2 separate regions of the Sus scrofa genome follow, and region 1 is linked to region 2. Evidence: chromatin contacts called from public Hi-C data. All regions are on one chromosome and are shown on one strand. The core of a region is the stretch at or near the end of the contact, and the rest is flanking DNA. Distances in the headings are between cores, read along the strand shown. Region 1 overlaps C1H18orf25. Region 2 holds the start of C1H18orf25.

Region 1 (5,732 bases), core at 730-3,229, 53 kb before region 2:
GGATACTACCCTCCCTCTTTCTTGATTGCTCCTCTGTGCTGTTAAAGCAATAGCACTTGTTACTACCATTATTCTGACTTGCGAAAACATCAAAACAGTCACTTCAAATAAAATTACACATGGGAACATTTCCAGCTTAAAATGTAGTCACTAAACATTCCATGTCTACAATATAGAGGTTACCCAACTGCATACTCTCCCATTTGGTGTCTGTCAATCTTAAAACATCAATTCATACCAAGGACTTACTCATTTTTCTATGATCATTAAAAGTGTCTCTATATAAAGGTAAACTTAACACAATTATTTAATACCTATTTGGTCTGTGGTTAATCCAAGCGCTGTTTCTCCTCCCGATTGAAATATTGTAAAAATTTTTATTGCTCATTACAAGGCAAGAAAAATAAAAGGTCAAGCAATCCTCTATGTTTATGAACATCAATTCATCTATTTTATGCTAGATAGGTTTGTATTCTCTCACTGACCTCCTAGCCTATAAACAGGTTCTAACTTTGCAAATACCAGCACAGATGAGTCTGTTCAATACACACTGATACAGTGATGTTAACCCTTGTCAAAAAATGTTTAGTTTTTCTTTTAGAAAACTAAAAGCTGTTCTCTTCCACATCTCACAGAAACTATTTGAATCACAAAAACAAAAAAAAACCTTTATTGTGTTACATACTAACATCGTTTACTATGTTTATCACTGACAAATCCCTCTTTTCAAAATTGACAAAGGCACAGAATTTTAAAAATAAGATTATATGTAATTTACCACTCCCACTTTACAGGTGAGAAACTTGAGTCCTAGCAAGGTGAAACCAGAATAAATTACAGGTGTTCTCAGCAGTGAGGGAATGGGGAATAGCAAGGATGAGACTGGGACTGGGAGTAGCAGGGGAGGTATAGAATTATACAGATTTCTGACAGCAAATATACAGGTTATAATTCTGCCTACTTCTTAACTGTATGACTCAGTTTCTTCACAGAGCTGTGGTGATACAGTCCTTCTCTCCTCTCTACTACAGCCAATCTCCCAAAATCCCTCACTAGGGGAAGAAAAAAAAAAATCTGTCTTGCTGTCAAAGGACCCTAGAACAGGTTGTTGCCCCAGTCATTAATGGGCCCAAGTCCAATGCCATTATCTACATCTAGAGAAAGTGGGAGGGGGTGAAACCACACTCAACCTCAATCCAGATAGTGAGATTCAAAAAAATTACACCAAAAAGAAGAGTTCTTAGATATTACCCACCTAAAGAGTCTAAAAGGAAGGAGCATGTGTGTGGTGGGCAGATAAGGAAAAGAGGTGTAGGGAATTCAGTGTGGGCCTGAGGGATTGAGAGAAAGGGGCAAACCTCAAGAGTTGCAGAAGGGAATCTACATCTTGGTTAAAACCTACCCAAGAAAAATTTCCTTCTTCAATGCACACCTAAATATTTACCAAGATGAAAACTGATATTTGCACATGAGAAAAAATACTTGAGAACATATATCCTATATTTTATTACTATCGAAGTATATGTGTATACATATATACAGACAATAATCTGAATAAAGTCATTTTCAAAGTATGTCTTGGTAAAGATAATTACATCTAGCCAAAAGACAAAAATCTATAAAGAAAAGTGCCATCTCTAGAAAAGAATTTTTAAATACCAAAAACTCTGTATCTTTATAGTAATATCATAAAGCTATTTTAGTAAAAAGAAAAATGTCTGAGAAGACAGTGCTAAATGAAAATGAAATGCAGCAATATGCACTGAAACCTTATGTTTAGGAGGTAAATCATTTTAAAAATAAAACTGAATCAATGTCTATTTTGTATTTTTCCCATTATATTCATCTCAATTATTAAAAATTTAGATGTGACAGTTTCCAAAGTAGGAATAAAGCTTTAAGGGTTACGTCTGTTCGTATATCATACCAATAAATGACAGGTCATTCTGTCCACCCAGAAAAGTTACCTATGATACTGATGAAGAGTTAACTCTGAAAGTACCAAAGAAGAGGTAAAAGGAAATATTCAAGATTAAACACAGTAAACAAGGCACTTGAAGAGGACACCATTTTTTCAATTTATCTTTGAATTTCAGGGACAATTCCACAACCTACTTACTGCTTTGAGGATCGAGATCTATAGAGAACAAAACTAAAATATCTGAATCACATACACAAAAGAACATGAAAATTAGATTATGACTTTAGCTACATCCTCATGTCTGTGTACCCTGCTAGAGATACATCCATTTCAGCTTTTAAATTATTCTGTAAAGTAGTCTGAGTTTTGCTAGTTTCTAAATATTTCCCAATTTTTAATAGGTTAACTTGGAAGGACAAATAATAATCCCCACCTTTTATGTTAACACTGGTATTCTGTTATAACCTTTTTCAACATACCAACTACAAAAAAAAAAAAAAACCAGAAAATTATCCAAAAAACATCATATAAAAACTATTATTAGTTACACCACCTACAAACTAATGCCATTCATTTCATTATGGAAAAGCAAGTTTCTTGACTCAGGTACACCTAATGCAAAAAAGAGTAACAAGAAACATTTCTCTCTTTTTTTTTCGGTGGTGATGTAAGATTAATTTTATATAAATCTCAAGAAACATTTATTTTTAAAAATTTTTATTTATCTAGGTTAGTTGATACATTTCAAATGCAGAGTTAAGATTAAAAGAAATGCAATAAAAACTAAAAATCACAATTTGATAGTATTCTTCCCAAATCTTAAAGTTATAATATGAATAAGACTTTGTTAACAAAAAACACCCTTCCTCATGGATGATTATTCTTTCATTTCTTAGAATGCCTTCTATTTTATGTTGTGGTAATTTAAGTTAACATGACAAGATCTACTCAATACTAGTAAACTAACAGTTTGCACTGTGTAAAACTTCAGAGAAATTAAAAATAGCAATGAAGAAAAAAATGAAAATGACAGTACTAGGAAGTTATTCATCTTGTTTACAATTAATGTATTCATACAACCACTCCAGACAACTTTAAAAGACAAGTTTTGTTGTGTACAATGATTGAGGGCATATATGCCATTTTGTTGAGATTTTGAGAATTATTTTTTGAGAACAATTTTATAGAGAATTTAATAATAAAATTTCAGCTTAACAAATTTGCTGCAATTGTTTTGATACTGTATTTTCTGACACGTGGAACTCCACAAAATCTTTCTCACTGTGTCCTCACTGTAACATATAAATAATACAAAGAGAAGATGCAACACAAGCTATTACTTTAATTACTTTAAAAAGTCACTTTCTGCAAAATACTTGCCTTTGTTATTCTAAACAAATAATGACAGTATGAAATCTATTCACCATCTTTCCTGTAACTTTCACATAATTGTACCATTAGGCAAATTTAGCTGTATATTAAAAATAAAAATTCTCAGTAATATCAATCTGGATGCTTTGTTTTCTTAACAAAAGGAATCACAACAGCATTTCTCTAATTAACAGCAGATTTAATCAATTTAAAATAATTTCATTTCTAATATTCTGGCTTGCATACAAATTTTAAGCAATAAATCTAATTAAATTGAGCTACACCTTGCCCCAGAGACCAGGGTCTCTTTCTGTTTTTAAATATACATAACCATAAGGAATGACAAAAGCAATGAAGCAAAATAAACTAGTTTCTATATATTCTTTGACTCAGTCTGCCAGTGAAACAAATAAGACACTCAAAACCTTTACTTGATAATCTAAGAAATAAATTAACTTCCCCCCCTCTAATTTAATCGCCCTAGCTGGTATATGGGCAACTGTTTTTTTTCTTACACATTTAGGAAGCAATGAATGGATATATTAATGACCTGAATCCATTAAAAGCCCTGTAGACTACTGCATAGTTATCTCCAGCAATTTGTCAACTATAGCATTACTTAAAAACAAAGAATCGGTCATTTCAGAACTCTGTAGGTGGGCACACATACATGAGCACACGTATACACATATTCCCTTGAGACTAGGCTTATTCATTTGACTTGATAACAAAAACAAACAAACAAAAAACCCAGGCTTTTCTCTTGGAGCCCCCAAATGACAGATCCTTTATTCTAAATAGAACAAAATTTTTAAAACACTTCATTTCAACATGAAAACATTAAGTCTTAAAATTTTAATTTTTCTGTATTACATTCTAAATTAAAATTTTACTTGAGCTCTTACTACACTCAGTTTTAATAATACACACAAAGTACACAGCAATATAATTGAAAGTTACTGCCTAACAAGTGGCTCAAATAACCTGATAAGTCTAACCTGCTGGTTAAATTCTCTTAAAATAATTAGGAATCTAATGTCCTAGAACAGTAAAAGTGTACAAACTAGGAAGAAAAGAGGCTGCAGACAGATTATCAAAAAACACATTTACCTTTAGTGACCCCTTTAAATACCAGCAACTAAATTCCATATATTCACACTAGGGAGATGACAAAATCCAGATATGGGATTATATTCTTAAATAAAAAGCATTTCAACCATGTCTAGATTAATATTATAGGTTGAAAGAAGTTTCTGTTCAGCATTAGTCCTTTATATACTACAAAAAAAGTTGAAACAGGTTATATTCCTTATTCTTAGAAGTTTAGGAAAATTAAGGGAATTAAAGGGAAATGAAGTGAAAACCACCAGGCACTTCTAAACGAATACCTATATAAAAATGCCACCACATAATCCAAAAATAATTCCCACTTCCTGGTATGGTTACATATAAGCACTATAATCTTAGGAACACAGACTTTGCCTTGGTGAAAGAGAATTCAATAATCCACAACAGCAGTCATGTTTTTAAAAAAGCACTAAAACTGCTTCAAATACTTAATACTTCTTTAAATGTCCATAATACAAAGACAAATTTTTCTGAAAGGAATTTTTTAATCGTGCAATCCAAAAACAGTGCAGTCACTGTAAAGCACAACTCATATAAAAAAAAACTATTGATTTTCAAAACAACACTCCTTAAGACAGCAACACATTTTCAAGGCACTGTGAGAGAGTGAACATCAGGATAAAATTTGTATATATGTTTCTGCTACAAAATTATTCTTAAGGTTAAACTCTCCAAACCAACAAAATGTCAAATTCTACTTTACAGTAAATTTTAATATTTTGACATATATTCTATGAACTAAATCAATACATTATGGTGTTCCTTTTCTATCAAAAGCTCTTTCCACAGTGTTATCCAAATTTATGTAGAAAAGCCTTCTCAAAATTATTGTGTTTAACACCTTCTCAAATAGTCAAAATATTTTTACCTTGAGTCAATTATTAAAACCTATGTTTGATAATTTCATCCCATTGACATTTTTCTCTTAAAGTCTCAATTATCTAACAATGAGAATTAGAATATATCCAGTCAATACTAGGAATAATGTCTATATGTTATTCTTAAAAGATGAATTCATATTTTCTACTTTAAAAGTAAAAAGCATTCACTACATGCTTAATATAAAATCATGAAACAAAAAAGAAACCTGTGAAGTGTTTCTAGCAGTTTATACACGCATCGAGAAACAATCATGTTAACATACTATAATTAAATTAACATTTGCTTATATCTGAAAGTGCACATCTAGTAAACTCTGTGATCCCAGGGAGAAGTTGAAGACAGAACAAACTTTCCTGAAAACACCTCAACCTCCCGTAAAAATTACAGATTAGTTAAAAATCTGTCAGTCACCCAAAACCAACATGCTCTT
Region 2 (5,541 bases), core at 1,946-4,445:
ATCCGGCGTTGCCGTGAGCTGTGGTGTGGGTTGCAGACGCGGCTCGGATCCCGAGTTGCTGTGGCTCTAGTGTAGGCCGGTGGCTACAGCTCCAATTCGACCCCTAGCCTGGGAACCTCATATGCTGCGGGAGCGGCCCAAAGAAATAGCAAAAAGCCAAAAAGCCAAAAAAAAAAAAAAAAAAAAAAAAAAGTCATATGTAGCTCATATTTCAGGCATAATTACCTTGCAGTTTCTCCCTTCCATTCATATTGAACCACCTATTTTGAAGTTTACAATTATGTTAATATTATGAAAAAGATACAGTTTGGGACTTCCTGTTGTGGCTCAGCTGGTTAAGAGCCCGACTAGCTCCATGAGGATTTGGATTTGATCCCTGGCCTCGCTCAGTGGGTTAAGGATCTGGTGTTGTCACAAGGTGCAGCATAGGTCACAGATGCGGGTTGGATTCCGAGTTGCTGGGGCACAGGCCTGCGGCTGCAGCTAAGATTCAAGCCCTAGCCTAGGAACTTCTATATGCCACAGGTCCAGCCCTAAAAAGAAAAGAAAAAAAAAAAAAAGATACGCTTTGAAGTTTTACAATTACAGTGATATTGAAAAGTACTCTGAAGGAATCTGATTTAGCAATGTCTAAAAATACTTTTATTTTCTATTTTATGAAACTGCATGAAATTCCACTAAGGTTCTTCTTAAACTAGCATATAGGTCATCACAATATATTCTATCTTAGTTTTCAGAGTTCAAATTTATTTATTTTCGTCTTTTGTCTTTTTAGGGCTGCGCCCAAGGCATATGGAGGTTTCCAGGCTAGGGTCTAATCAGAGCTGTAGCTGCCGGCCTACGCCACAGCCACACCAGATCCGAGCCTCATCTTCGACCAACACCACAGCTCAGGGCAATGCCAGATCCTTAACCCACTGAGCCAGGTCAGGGATCAAACCCGAAACCTCATGGTTACTAGCTGGGTTCATTAACCACTAAGCTACCATGGGAACTCCCAGAGTTCAAATTTAATTCATAATGTCTTTATTTACTCAGCACCTACTGTGCATAAAGCACTCTACTAGGCATTGTATTGGCCAGATTATTTGGCCAAAATATTATACTTCCTACTAAAAAACCTCCGTGTTTGTGACTCTTCAGGACACCAGGTAATAACTATCAGTTGCAGGTCTCTAAAAATGCTTGTTAAACCAAAAGACAATGCTCTTATTGAAGAAATCCAGATTGCCAGGATCAGCAAAACCACATTAGAAAGTTAACAGCCTCCAGCCTTAAAATATCCCAGGAGAAGAAAGGGAGTAATTCAAACTGCTAACATGTGCCCAACACACTGCACAATAATAGGCTGAGCAAAACTGCCAGATGTATTTGTAATTAAGAGGTCCAACCTTGACAAAGCATCATCAGTGGGTTTTCATCCTAGAGGGGAAGGATTCAGAAAGCAGACGCTCAGGCGAGCAACAAAAAGCACATCCAGCACAAACTGCTCAAGCGGTTCACTCTGGGAGAACAAGTACAGGCGTTCATTCCTTCAACCTGCGAGCATCTATTCTGTGACAGCGGAGATGATTTAAAAGGGAGCATGAATGACGTGAGCCTCCGTTGAGGGCTGTTGCCCCAACAATACACCGAGATCAGCGATATAAGAAATCAACTACAAAGCACTACGGGGCTTTGAAAAGAGAGGATCCTTCCTGAGAGAGTCCGAGAAGTCTGTGATCTTTAAGTTGAGGCTGGTCAGCTTACGTCCTCGCCGGGTTTTCTAAATAAAGTTGACAAACTTGCCAGGAGAGGTCAATTTGGGAGACTGACACATCCCTCCCATTGACCGAAGGCGTCTGCCGACCGAAGGTAGAGGAAGCGCCGAGACGCAGGCGGCGCCAAGCCGGAGAAAACCATCCTCCCTCCTCCTAGGCCTCCGCAGTCACGGCGCAGGGGCAGCCACCGGGGCTCTCGGGAGTCGGCGGGTCTCGGCGCCAGACTCCAGCTCGCGGGGCTGGCAGAGTTGGCAGAGCAGCCGCCGCCGCCGTTTCCCCGGCGGCCCGGGGCGCCGGAAAGTTGCACGAAGACAACTCCAGGGCCGCGAAGCCTCTCCGGCCCGCGGCCCACCGGCTGCAGCACTTCCATCCTCCTCTCTGCTGCCAGGGAAAGGGACCCGCCTGGTCCGGGAAAGGGAGGGAGGCGCCGCCGGCCAACCCGCCGGGCCCGGAGGACGCGAAGGTCACTGACCGACGGGAGAGCAAGGGGTCCCGCTGTTCCGCCCCTCTCGTTGGCCCCCTCCCGGGCCGCGCCTCCCGCCACGTCCGAAACGCTAAGACCCCGGCGCCCGGACGCCGCAAAACCTCGCCCGCGGCCCGCACCCCTCCGACTCAAACTGAGCCCTCCCCGGGACGCAGCCGCTCCGGCCCTGCGCCCCTTCCCGCCTCACCTGCGCCCCGCGGCGGCTCCGCACCTCCTCGCCCGCTCCGCGCGCCCCGTCGGGGCACGCACCGACCCCCCGGGTCCCTCCGGGCCTCGGCGACTCGGAATGCGACGGCCACCGCCGCCTTCACCTTCTCGGCACAAGCCCCGGCGGCGAACAGAGGGCAGTGGCCAGAGCCCTGCCGGGGCCAAAGAGAATCTCGCCGCCTCCGCAGCCTCCACCACCAAGTCCCTTCACTCGTCCGCGCCGCCCGGAGAAAATGTCACCAGAGGCCGTTCCGTTCGGCGCCTCACTTCCGCCCGGAACCACAGAGCCCGCGCCGGTCGGCTAGAGCGGCCGTTGCGGCGGGGGGCCTCTAGGGACAGGAGCGGGAGGCCTAGAGAAAGCCAGAGAGCGCCATCTGGAGGGAGCCGACCCGTTCTCCTCCCTTTGCAGAGCGCCGGGCGCGCGGGCACTGGCTTCCCGGGTTTCTTTCCCGCGCTCCCTCCATCTGCTCAGGCAGCTCCCTTCGAGAAATGTCTTTCCCAGAGGGTCGGAAAGCCAGTCAATACAAGTCACGGACGATGCCTTAAGAAAAGGACTGCGCTCCCTTTCCCGTGCGCTGCTCAGGACTCACCTTTCCTGAAGCCTTGCCGAAGGAAGCTCGTGGCGTCTAAATCCTTGAGTCACTCCAGGAGGGAGTCCGCTCCCTTCTCTCCCACCTTTTCGCAGCTCGGCTAGGGGAGATTCGGCTGTGCTCCTCTCTCGTGCAGTGGCATCAACATCCCGTTCAAGTTTCTGGATGAACCTTGCACGCCTTGCAGATAGATCGCCACCTGCTGGTGAGACAAGGTTCGCCAGGGAGATCCCGCTCCGCCCTTACGTGCGATGCCGACGCCCCCAAATTCCACCTCTGCCAAGTCACTCCCGATTGCGCTTTGAGTTTTCGAAGCCCTTCGTCGAGATCTGGGGTCCAGGAAACCGAGCTGGACGTGGGACCCGGCAGAAAGGTGAAGTGGGAGCGAGCCCACCTGGAGGGTACAGGGCTTAAGGAGGAGAAAAAAGTGCTGAGAACAAACCTCACAACCCAAGATCTGGTCAAGGGCTTGCTCTCCCTAAAAGCGGGGTTTTGACAAATAAACGAATACACAAAGACTTCAGGAGAAAATATGAAAGATATTTACCTTTTCAAGAGCCATGCTGGGACTTGGGATGACTTTTCCCAAGAGGAGATTCTGAAAATCACAGTGCTGGCTTCACACTCCCCTTAACATCTGTCTCCCTTTGAGATCAGGCCCCTAAGCTCCCCCAGTTCACTCATTTATGCTGACTTCCTACAAACAATTTTCCATCCCTGACTAAATGAATTAACTGATAAAATAATTGTATAATAATACCTAATTTCTTTGGATACCTACTGTGTGCAAGGCACTGTGCTATGCATCTGATCAGATTCATTCCTTTAATCCTCCCAACTCTTTGGGTTTGGTGGTTTTCCTGGCCCCCAGGGACAAAAGTGGAACAGGCAGAGTGGTAAAGTGACCTGCCCAAGGTTACACATCAGTAAGTGGCAGGCACGGACAGCCCAACTCCTGAACCAGCATTCTTTTTTTTTTTTTTTTTTTTTTTTTTTGTCTTTTTGCCATTTCTTGGGCCGCACCCGCGGCATATGGAGGTTCCCAGGCTAGGGGTCTAATGGGAGCTGTAGCCACCAGTCTACCCCAGAGCCACAGCAACGCGGGGATCCGAGCCACATCTGCAACCTATACCACAGCTCACAGCAACGCCGGATTCTTAACCCACTGAGCAAGGCCAGGGATGAAACCTGCAACCTCATGGTTCCTAGTCAGATTCGTTAACCACTGAGCCACAACGGGAACTCCCTGAGCCAGCATTCTTAACTGCTACCACCAACTGCCTCCTTAAAATTCACTGAGAACATACCATGTGCCAGATAAACATTTTGTCTATGTTATTTCACTCATTCATCATTTATTCATTTATTTCCCTGCTACCTTAGTCCTCAAGAAATTTGAGAGGTTGTGGGGTACTGACAAGAGCTCAGGCTCTTTCAGAAGAAAAAAGAGCAGAGAACTAACTACTAAGCTCATGGCTGTCAGTCCCTTCCCCTTCCCACCGCACCTCTGCTTTTTTAGGGTCACACCTACAGCTAGTTCCCAGGAGGGGTTGAATCAGACCTGCAGCTGTCTGCCTGCACCACAACCACAGCAACGCAGGATCCAAGCCACACCTGCACCCTACACCACAGCTCATGGCAATGCCAGATCCTTAACCCATTGAGTGAGGCCAGGTATCGAACCCAAGTCCTCATGGATACTAGTCGGGTTCGTTAACCACTGAGCCCCGACGGTAAGTCCTGGGCCTCACTTGTAAAACATGAACAGGGAAGCGGGGTTCAAAGTTCTCACCAGACTTCTATGGAGTGTTCTGGTCAAGACAAGCAGAAAGCGGATGTCCTGGCCTGCTAACACATGCAGAGGAAGGAGAGCATTGACCCCATGCTGACCACAGCAGGGGGAAGCCCCAAAGGAGCACAGGGAGGGGAGGAGGCTAGAACTGCCCACTGAGAAACAGAAAGGAAAGCAGTAGGAAAGAAGGGAAGAGTCCACAGCCCTAGGGACCTTCCCTGTATGTGGCAGTGGGGATACATTCCACAGACAGATGATCTGGAAGAAAAGTTTCTGAGCAACATCGGCTTTGAAGAGAACATCTCCAGTCCTCCGAAAACTACAGTTCTTGAGAACAACATCATCGGGGGATCCATGTATAATTAAAAACACATATTTCATCTTTGTCCCCAGCCTCTGGCACAGAGCTGCTACAATGCTTGGAATTTCCTGGGTGATAGGAGTGCCTTTTGTTCTTCGTAAGAAACCTGAGTTTAGGCAAAGGAAGTGATTTTTTTAAATTGAGGTATAGTTGATTTACAAATGAGGTGATTCTTGATGGGCCCCTAGGTAGCTTCAGGATGCAGGCTGGTCCTCTGAACAAACCATCGCTGGAGGAAAGACCAGGGTTGGAACTTTTAGCCCCACTCCCACCTCCGGAAGGAGATTGAGTTCAATCACCAATGACTAATGATTTAATTAACAATGTCTACCTAAGGAAACCTGGAT

What was found. A called contact is a pair of places that touch in the nucleus more often than the background predicts.
Region 1: a Hi-C map of fetal liver shows a contact between it and region 2, with 1.9 times the contacts expected there. The contact joins the enhancer-like site here to the promoter of C1H18orf25 in region 2. A contact is called at or near these places in 4 of 47 Hi-C or Micro-C datasets (fetal liver, heart right ventricle, liver and 1 more).

What each region holds. Positions count from the first base shown.
Region 1 is chr1:95,857,823-95,863,554 of Sscrofa11.1, reverse strand. The region is part of intron 2 of C1H18orf25; the gene reads right to left. Among named protein-coding and RNA genes, the nearest start is that of C1H18orf25, 52 kb to the right of the region's middle. Within about 2 kb of position 1,979, at least 1 of the 83 cell types and tissues checked has an H3K27ac peak or open chromatin away from gene starts, as enhancers often do. A contact at or near this core is called in fetal liver, where this site is marked.
Region 2 is chr1:95,806,378-95,811,918 of Sscrofa11.1, reverse strand. C1H18orf25 reads right to left here and starts at 3,195. Exons shown (of 5, transcript XM_003121416.6): 1 at 3,042-3,195.